Regions from separate parts of the Zea mays genome. Here all the other regions are linked to region 1. The links are chromatin contacts, called in public Hi-C maps. All regions are on one chromosome and are shown on one strand. The core of a region is the stretch at or near the end of the contact, and the rest is flanking DNA. Distances in the headings are between cores, read along the strand shown. Region 1 holds the start of LOC100193663 (malate dehydrogenase). Region 2 holds the start of LOC100501994. Region 3 has its middle 37 kb from the start of LOC100501994.

Evidence for each region. Hi-C and Micro-C count contacts between places; a contact is called where the count stands out from the background.
Region 2: a Hi-C map of bundle sheath shows a contact between it and region 1, with 5 times the contacts expected there. The contact joins the promoter of LOC100501994 here to the promoter of LOC100193663 in region 1. A contact is called at or near these places in 10 of 25 Hi-C or Micro-C datasets (bundle sheath, ear, leaf and 2 more) and 1 of 3 datasets of contacts at active chromatin or transcription factors (leaf).
Region 3: a contact with region 1 is called in a Hi-C map of leaf, with 4 times the contacts expected there. The contact joins the enhancer-like site here to the promoter of LOC100193663 in region 1. A contact is called at or near these places in 2 of 25 Hi-C or Micro-C datasets (leaf and tassel).

The regions. Positions count from the first base shown.
Region 1 is chr4:86,714,322-86,717,655 of Zm-B73-REFERENCE-NAM-5.0, forward strand. It overlaps LOC100193663 (malate dehydrogenase), which reads left to right and starts at 1,682. Exons shown (of 2, transcript NM_001138756.1): 1 at 1,682-1,975; 2 at 2,486-3,334. The coding sequence starts at 2,492.
Region 2 is chr4:86,532,481-86,535,814 of Zm-B73-REFERENCE-NAM-5.0, forward strand. LOC100501994 reads right to left here and starts at 1,836. Exons shown (of 9, transcript NM_001196584.2): 1 at 1,295-1,836; 2 at 1,033-1,131. The coding sequence starts at 1,654.
Region 3 is chr4:86,569,632-86,572,965 of Zm-B73-REFERENCE-NAM-5.0, forward strand. No RefSeq gene overlaps it. Among protein-coding and RNA genes, the nearest start is that of LOC100501994, 37 kb to the left of the region's middle. Within about 2 kb of position 1,555, at least 16 of the 20 cell types and tissues checked have an H3K27ac peak or open chromatin away from gene starts, as enhancers often do. A contact at or near this core is called in leaf and tassel, where this site is marked.

The DNA of each region.
Region 1 (3,334 bases), core at 432-2,931:
AATCCAGTCCAGATGGAACTGGATTACATTTTAAGCCTGGTTCAGGTGTCCATACTGAGGACTCAGCCACATTACTTCGTCTATAGATGGCCAAAAAGCACGAGACCCGTGAGCCCGGCACGAAGCCCGTTTTTTGGGCCCGGTCCGAACCCGGCACGGTAGAATAAGCGGGCGGGCTTGGACAGGAAACTAGACACGGCGGGCTAGCCCGGCACGGCCCGTTTACCTCTAAGCCCATTAAGCCCGGTTTTTTTACACTAAAACGTGCTTACCGACCTGTTTAGCCCGCTTTTCGGCCCGTTTTTTTTGTGTTAAACGGACCGGCCCGGCCCGTTTAGGCCCGCTGCGGGCCGGGCTTGGACAGAAAATTAAGCCCGCTGGCTCAGCAGGCCCGGCCCGGTTTTTGGCCGGGCTTCACCGGGCCCGGGCCGGGCGGCCCGTTTGGCCATCTCTAACTTCGTCGGACGAAATGAAGCCCAAGAAGGCCCAGCTCTCCCCTTGTTTCCAGGCTGCACGCAGTCGCATACCGTCCGTCCGTCCGTCCGTCCGTGATGTCCCTCTCGCCGCGCCAACCCCGACCAGCTCGCAGCCAGGGAAAAAAACGTGTCCAAACCGCAATGGCGTTCCCCTGCGTGCGTTCCACCGTACACGGCACCACCACGTCGCGGGATATTGCCGAATCCGTCGGCTTCTACCTGGCTGGCTGGCCGTGCGCGCCCCACTTTTACGCAGCTCCAAACACCCGGCGCACCAGGGCCGCCAGTCCGCCACTCGCACGGCGGCGCTATAGGTGTACATTCGGGCCGCCCGGTTTGGCTCGGTTCAAGCCCGAAAAGGCCCGTATTATTTGAATTTCGGGCCGGTCCGGCCCGTTTGAATTTTGGGCTGTGCTGGACCGGCCCACGGGCCTAGCTCTCGGCCCACGGCCCGGCCCGTAATTACTTAAACGTGCCGGGCTCATTTCGGGCGGACCGAAATTATAAAAGCCCGAAATTCACATTAGGGCCCGAAATACATTTTTTGGCCCAAGATTCAGTTTTTGGTCCGAAATTCACATCAAGACCCGAAATTCAAAACAAATTTAATAAAACAAATAAAAGATAAGACAAATACATTTGACCAAAAGCAAACTTAATATTTGTATTAAGTAACATAGCTATGCAATGACTACCTCGTTTACAAATCATTTTGTTAAAAAGAAAAAGAGTATAATCAGCTCTATATAAAGTTTGTAAGTTCAGTTCATTATCTAATGTTCATAAAAAAAATAAAATTATATCACATACTCTAATTCAAAGCTATAAAAAACATCTAACTAACATTATCTCTAGCTTTGTGTTTTTATCAAGTACATGAAAATGTGGAATGAAGTGTGATTTTAATAAATATATGGGCCTTTTTGTGCCTCTATATGGGCCATTTCGTGCCTGCCTTAAATGGGTCGTGTTCATGCCCGCCCATGGGTCACGACATCGGCCCAAACCCGGCTCGATATATCGTGCCGTGCCGGCCCGGCACTAAATTATTTTGTGTCGTCTGTGTCTGGGTCGTGCTTTTTTTTCGTACTTCGGGCCAGCCCATCAGGCCCGGCCCAAATGTACACCTATAGGCCGTCCTCGCAAAAAGATCCAGGCCGGGTCCACGCGCCCACGGGCACGGGCGGGGATCTCCTCCGTTGTTTCCTAGGCCGCACGCCGCCCACGCCGCCTCCGTCTCCGTCCGTTCGTCGGGCGCAATAGAGACACCACGGCACGCGCCGCCGCTCCTGCCCTGCACTTTTCTACCACCGAAGGCGAGGGCGAGGGGGCCAAAGACGAGCGCTTTTTCGTGCCCGCCTGCCTGCCTGCTGGTCATTGCCGCTGCTCACGAGCCTCCCGCCCCGTGCCGCCCTGCCCTCTACGGCTCTGCCCCAACGAGCCCCAGGGGAGCCAGGAAAAGGAGCCGTCAAAAGCCGCCGCCGAGGAGAGCGCGCAGGGTAACGAAGCACCATCTCCTCTCCTTGCCCTTCTTCGATTAGGTTGGATCCCAGCCGCCGTCGCTGCAGGTGGGATCTCCTCCGTTTTTGCTTCCTCTCAGTCGTTCCTTCGCTCGGGCCGTGTGTAGATCTGCACGTTCCCTGTAGAATTCTCCTGGTCGGTTCCATTCCTCTCCGTCATATTCTCAGTAGATACTACGTTTCATGCCTTGTCCGGGTATTAGATTATGCTTCGAAAGGCAATTTGGTCTAGGTGTGTAGCTCGATTTGTTAGTGATGGCAAATAGGAATGGTGGCCTCATTTTCAATAGAGTTGGCAAGTCAGGCAAGTTAGGGAACTCAATCATATGATCTATTTTGTTGAACGATTCACGTTATAGATCACCTGCTTGATACACGTTTCATTCTTGGCTCTTACTGCTTCTAAATCCAGTTCTTCAAGATATCCTCTGTCTTGAATTATCTTCTGCCTCACCTGCATATGTGCCTGACGGAACTTTGTTGCTGCAGTCAGGCATGGCATCAACCGTTACCTTCAACCCAGTGAGCGCCCAAGCTGCGCTGATCCAAAAGCCAAGGAACCTTGGAGCCATAAGCTATGCTGGCTTAAAGATGCCGGCATCTGTTAGCTCTGGCTCAGAGTCGTCATTCCTGGGCTGGAATGCATCCCTTCGGGCAGCTGTTACTCCAAGGATTGTGCCCAAGACAAAGTCTGGATCTCAGATATCTCCACAGGCATCTTACAAGGTGGCAGTGCTGGGTGCTGCCGGTGGCATCGGTCAACCCTTGGGCCTGTTGGTTAAGATGTCTCCTCTGGTGTCCGAGCTGCATCTGTATGATATTGCTAATGTCAAGGGAGTTGCTGCAGATCTCAGCCACTGCAACACGCCTGCTCAGGTTCTTGACTTCACTGGACCCTCAGAGTTAGCCAACTGCTTGAAAGGTGTGGATGTCGTTGTCATCCCTGCCGGGGTCCCAAGGAAGCCTGGGATGACTCGCGATGACCTTTTTAACATCAACGCAAGCATCGTCAAGACACTTGTTGAGGCTGTTGCAGACAGTTGCCCAGAGGCGTTCATCCATATCATCAGCAACCCGGTGAATTCCACGGTGCCAATTGCAGCTGAGGTTCTGAAGCAGAAGGGTGTCTACAATCCCAAGAAGCTTTTCGGGGTTACCACCCTGGATGTTGTCAGGGCCAACACATTTGTGGCGCAGAAGAAGAACCTTAAGCTCATCGATGTTGATGTCCCAGTTGTTGGTGGCCATGCTGGAATCACAATTCTGCCACTGTTATCGAAGACCAGGCCATCTGTCACCTTCACAGATGAGGAAACTGAGGAGCTGACAAAGAGGATA
Region 2 (3,334 bases), core at 586-3,085, 180 kb before region 1:
GCTCTATTGACAAGTAGTCAGCGGGTGTTTTTTTTAAAAATGTGTGTCAGCTGGCGAATTAATTTCTGGTACTCACTCGGTTCGTAAAAGCATTCTTCAATCAAATCCATAATAAATAATAATAAAATTTAAATCTTTAAATAAGTGCATATAATTTATGCTAACACTACGATATAAAGATGGAAGAGAAGAGGATATGTTGACGGTGACGGTGGTACCAGTGAGAAGAAGAGGATGGGTTGGTGGTGCTTATTTTGTAGTCATAATATTTATATATTTTTTAATTGTGAATTTAGTTAGAGTTAAGATTGGCACCGCCTAGATTGGCTGGCGGTTCGCCAGCCCGCGGGCGCACCCACATCCACGCCGCATCGATCGGCACGGCAGTCAGCAGTGCAGCACAGTATACGTGCAAAGGCTGATGCACTAGCGCAGCCGGCAGGCGTTGTTGTCGCGGGCTCGCGCCCATACGCGCCAGGCCGCCGTGAGCCGTACGGCCTTTGCCTTGCCGGTGGGGCATGCGCGCGCGTCGTGGGGCGGGGGCGGGGGCGGGGTGACTGTTCGTCTCGTGGTCGTGGCGGTGCGGCCTCTGCATCCACGCGCGTGGGCTGTCGCCGGCGGCGGGCACGGGATTGGCTTTGTGTCGGGGCGCGCCGCGCGCGGCAGTGCACTGCCCTCCGTGGCTCGGGCGTGTACAATGTCCGGCGGCGACGGGACGAAGTGCCGCCGTGGCGACATGGTCGGAGTTTCCTACACTAAAAAATTGGCTATCGGTCTCGGTCCGCGTCTTAACCGAACCTACCTCAACTGCTACGCACCGCGAGCGCCAACGGCCAGTTGCCGGCCACAAGAGGACGCGCAAGTAGGAGCAGAAGGCATGGGGACGGGAGACGCGTGCACCATTCACGTGGCGATCCCATTCGTTCGATGCATATATGATTGGTTTCGCAGTGGCCTGGCCTGGCCACGAAGGTCGCAAAAAGGTCCGGCGACCGGGGTGAGAAAGAGGGTCGGCGACGGCGGCGTACGTACCTTTACAACGGGGTCCGTGGAGTCGTCCAGCACCTGGATCATGAAGCGCTCCGACGGCCACTCCAGCTCGCATGCCGCCCCGATCGACAGCTTGTACACCTTCGCCGCCATCCATCCATCCATTCCAGCATGCACGAGATTAATAGTAAAAAAAAAAGAACTTCCATCAGTCACCACCCTCCCTCTCAACTCAATTAACCCACTCCGCTTGCCACCACCAGCTCATCAATGTGCTGCGCTATGCCATTGGCCACTCACTCACCTCCCGCTCGTTGTACATAGGGATCTGCACGAGCACCATGGGGTACTTGGCGCCGTGGCCGGACCCGGACTCCTCCTCCTCGTCTCCGACTCCGCCGCCGATGGGCTCCCAGCGGTAGCGCCGGTCCGGGCCGAGCCGGAGCGCCCGCACGGCGAGGCACACGGCGCAGACGAACAGCTTCTCCGCCAGTATCATCACGGTCATCGCCAGCGACAGGAGCACCAGGACCCGCACCGCTGGCGCGACCAGCAGCGCGCGCGCGTGCGCCCACAGGGACGCGCATTGCGCCGCCGCGGCCGCCCAGTCCACCCGCACGGGCAGCTCCGCCCACACCCGCGCCGCCTCCTCGGAGACGCCCATGGATCCCTCTCGCTCTCGCGCGCGCGCGGCACTGCCACGCGGCCGGCCCGGCCTGAGGATCTTGGGCGTGCAGGGGCAGAGGCAGAGGCGAGCGGGCGGGCTGTTTCTCCGCTAGCCGGCCGGCCGGGCAGCTAGTGGATGGAGGAAGCGGCGTACAACAGCGGCGGCTTATATAGCTTGGACAGAAGCATATGATGTAGCGATAGTGTGTTACCAACTCGCCAATAGAGGAGATTTCCCAGCCGCTACAACAGCGAGAGGGTGCAATACCGAATGGTCCAAGCAAGCAGGAGGTGGCAACTCGTCGTGTGTGTCGGCCCAACAGACGCGTATATGGGCCCGAGTGGGTGTAGACCTGCTGTGTATGCAGCGGCCAGCGTGTGTGATGTACTTAACCTGGTCTGGTTACTGGCTGGGGGTTTTTATGGATGAACAGAAACTCTAAGAAAGAACATTCTTCCGTCCTTCGTCTCCCTTCTCTGTTATTCCCAAAACCCCATCTACCTTCTCCTACTACTACTGCTAACAACTTGGTATCAGATTCAGTCAATCTTCCTCCGCTCATGGCGCCACCATCTATCTCAGATTCGGCCCTTACCCTTGCTCTGGAGAACCAGACCCGCTCCCTGCTTGCCGAGCTGGACAAGCGTATCCAGTCCATGGATAGCAAGTGGGAGTCGCGATTGTCCGTCCTGGAGAACACGGTGACGGATGCGGCCAGATCCGTCACCGAATTTTCCACTGCCCTCCGCGCTAATGTGGAGGCCCATCTCACAGCCTCGGATGCCGCTACGTAGGGGCGTCTGCACCACTTCGAAGCGGAGACTGGCAACCGCATCGCCGCTCTCGAGTCTGTGATGCAGATGTTCGACTTTTGGCATCCCCGAGTGGACTCCTCCATCGACTCGCTCTAATCGAACATGGACTGGATGTGCGCCGAGATCGCCAAGATGGATGCCTAGTGGTCCCACGGAGCGCGCGTCAACGACGCCACCATGCTAGGCGTCCTCGGTTCCCCCGGTTCCCTTGCTATGTCGCCCAGCATCCTCGGAACTCCGGGCGCGTTCACCTCCACTGGATCCGTTCGGGGCGCCCACCTGGCGCCGTCGACTACACTGATGGCCCTAGATTCGGGCACGACTTCGACAGCTACCTCCGGGATAGTGGACTTGGCATCCAACTGTCGATGGCCGCTACCCGGTCACGGGTATGTGGCGTCCCCCTTCAACAACATTTTCGTTTGCTCAACCAAATGGGTTTAGTGGGGGGACGTAGATCTCAGAGGGGCTCTGAACAAACATGGTGGCGGGTTGCCCAAACTTACATTCCCCACGTTTGATGGCTCAAGTCCCAAGTTATGGCAACGACGTTGCGAAAAAATACTTTGAAATGTATGCCACAGAGGAGATGGTCTGGGTCAAAGTTGCCACCATGTATTTTGAAGGGGTGGCTGGCCGCTGGCTCCAATCAGTGGAACCCCGCCTGCCTTCTCTATTGTGGGTTCAGTTCTGTCGTTTGGTTCGAGACCGATTCGGTCGCGAACAACACGAACTGGTGATTCGCAAACTTTTTCATATCCGATAGACCTCCACCGTGCAAGACTACGTCGATTATTTTAGTGAATTGGTTGATCTGTTAGTCACCTATGAACATACCACAAATCCCCTTTACTATACCATG
Region 3 (3,334 bases), core at 305-2,804, 140 kb before region 1:
TCCTCACCGTGGTGCACCCACACCTCATAGCCTGACATATAACCGTTCTTACAATGATCTATCAACATAGTCCTCCTGTCAAGAAAATAAATGTTCTGACACTTGCTACATGGGCACCTAACATCGGTTCCAGTCTCTAACCGAGCAAAAGCACGGTCGAGGAACGCGTCAGTCTTGGCAACCCACTCACTTGATAGAGCACCTCTTTTCTTCCAACCTTCATACATCCATCGACGATCCTCCTCCATGAGGTAACTTGATTACGTTTACTTGATTAGTTAAGTAAATCACCCCTATATCTACATGAAAGGATAAGTAAATTACGTAGTTCAACTAATAAACTACCACTAAGTAAACTAAAACAGTGTCACGAGTTCAACTAATAAACTACCACAATAATATATACAAAATAACATATAATACATACGAAATAACATTGTCACGAGTGCCAAATTACATAAAATAACCTTATTTCCGAGGGCATAATAAAAACTCTCAGAAATTAAAAGTTTAAATTATCTAAACACCACTAAGTAAAATAAAACAAATTAAATTTATTACATAATCAAATTCCGACCGTAGAACATAACAAGCTAAATAATATTAAACATACAAAAATTTTAATACTGAAAAAAGACAACTAGAGAATAAAATATACATTAACAAAGTTAAAATACTCACTTAACGGTTTGACGGCGGGACGGTGCTCGGCGTGGGCGGGGCGGGGAGCGAGTTGGGGCCGCCGGCGTCGGGAAAGGTGTCGGGGCGGCGATGGGCATCTGGGCGGCCGGCACGGTTACAACGGCGGAGCAGCACGCGGTGGCGGAGGAGCAGCGATGGCGGAGCAGCGCGCGACAACGATAGAGAAGACGAGCGGATGCAAATGAAACGACGACTTCCAGCCCGCGCACGTTAAAATATCTTATTTCCGACGGCTGTTAGAGAAGCTATCGAACATAGTGTTATGTCCGACGGCTACCTGTACGACCGTCGGACATAAGACTATGTCCGACGGCTTATCTGGAAGCCGTCGGATATAAGATGTTATTTTCAAGGGCCGTTAGAGGTCGTCGGACAAAATATTATGTTCGACGGTGTCGTATGAACCCATCGGAAATTAAATGGTCGTCGGATGTGCATTATTTTACTGTAGTGCAGGCCTCAGCCTGATTGGATTGCCGCACGTCCAGAGTTGATCTGGTTAGTTAGATACGATAATTTTGAGCGTATGACTGGGTGTAGGTTAATAGCATCAAAATGACTTATTTTGTAACCATCCATGCAGACTGTGACTGCTATATACAAGCAACCAAATATAATCTCAAATAAAGTCAACGTATGTGGTGATCCAAAATGAGATGGTATGGGTAACCAATTAGGCCCAGGGTGAACAAGAATGTGCCCGGTCACTACCGGCACCCCTCCCCACATCGTCGGCGTGTATTTGCCACACGTTTTATAGTGCGCACTCGACTTTGTCCGGCCTTGCCTCATAACGGCTGCACGTGCCTGGTGTCCCTGCCAGCACGACGGGATTGTCTGCAGGTACGTCCACGGACGTAGCTGCAGCTGATTGCCTGACGTGGGGGGATTGATCGTGGCCTGGCCTCACGTGTCAGCCACCAAATGTAACTGCAGAGGAAACATTCGCCCAGCTGGTGGTAGCCTTATATTAACCAAGACACACGAGCGTGATTCGACCTACACACTATAAATCTGTGGCCTGCTGCCGGTCGCAGTCCGACGGTTGCCTTGCTCAATGCATCGCTAACACACACATGACATCAATCATGCAGGTGGCCAACAGTGTACCTTGGCCAACTTCAGCGGAACGTGCAAACGGGCATGTAAAACACTGTTTTGTACTATATATGACACTGTTTATAAAGTGAAGTTTAAAATAAATAGTGAGATAAGGAATGAGATAAGTAGTTTGCTCGAGATAGCCCGGGCTACTACTAGTTCCTCCTAGTGCAGCAAGCCAACAACACATGGTTTGTTTGTGTCTTATTATCATTGTTTTCCATGTTAGATTTCATATAAATATGCCATACATATTAGTAAATTAAATTAAATTAATTTTAGACATGTATTAAATATGTTTAAGACTTTTTATGATTCACGAAATGTTTCGAGGCCTTCGTACCCCTCGAGATGGCCTAGGGCTCATGACTCTTATGTCTAAGTATCCATGTCTCTCGGGACATTCATGGTCTCTTATAAATCTGGAGATGTCTAGGCTCTAGGGTTCTTGAGACCTATGGGTCTGTCGTTGTTGGAAGACCGGAGGCCCTCAAGGGCTCCTATGGTTGTTGGATGGGTAGGGGCATTTTGAGGCTTTTAAGATGTTCATGGGCTCGTGACTATTGGGACATTAGGGACCCTTTAGGGCTCTCAGTACATCGGGACTCTCTAGGCATCCGATATCCTTGGAGGGTGTTTGGAGTTGTCAGAATCATTCAAAATTGATGTGGTGTATCGTAGCATTATCCTTTATCGTGTTATGTGGATGAGCTAGTTTTGTCACTTGATTAGGTTAATAGAGGAGTTAACAACTGGACTGATAGAGGTGTATTGGACTTGTAATATTCGAACTAATGGGTGCATGTTATGATGATTACTCCATCTTTTAGTTTTCCTATAACTCCTGCTGCTATATCTAGCTCACATAACACGGGTAGGATAAAACACAATGCAAACCTACCACTCACTTTTTAGTTATGTCCATAAAAAGAATCTAATTAGGAGCTATCTACTATTTAGAGATGTTATAAAATAGTTTTTGAGTCCAATAAACATTTATTGTCAATGTATAAAATATTTATTGAAAAGGCTATGACTGCTAAGGCTTGTTTCTCTTATTTTTTATAATTATGTGTATAGTAAAGTTATGTCAAATGCAATTTTTTCGGATGAGGCGGATATTTGCCATTCACGACTTTGCCACGTTTAACATTTTTTTGTTATTTAATGAAGCTAGAAATTTTGAATTTAATTTATTTAAAGGTTCTAAATATCATGTGTGTGCATTCTAAGCAATCCCACAAGACTCACAAGGCTATAGAGGCGATGAACTTGGCGTGACTAGAACGGTCCGGTGCGCCTCTAGTGTTGCACTGAACTGGTCCAATGCTCCACCACGTCAGCTAGCTGTTGTACATCTAACAAATTCTCTACATCATGCCAAAGGTCCGATGTACCTTCGGACTGGTCCGATGCACTCCACGACATATAGCTGTTGGAAGTTAGCCGTTATCTATTCCACTAGTTATGTTGATCGCCACCACCAAAATCATTTAGTCAAATGGGTTGGGGTCCATTTTCTTACAATCTC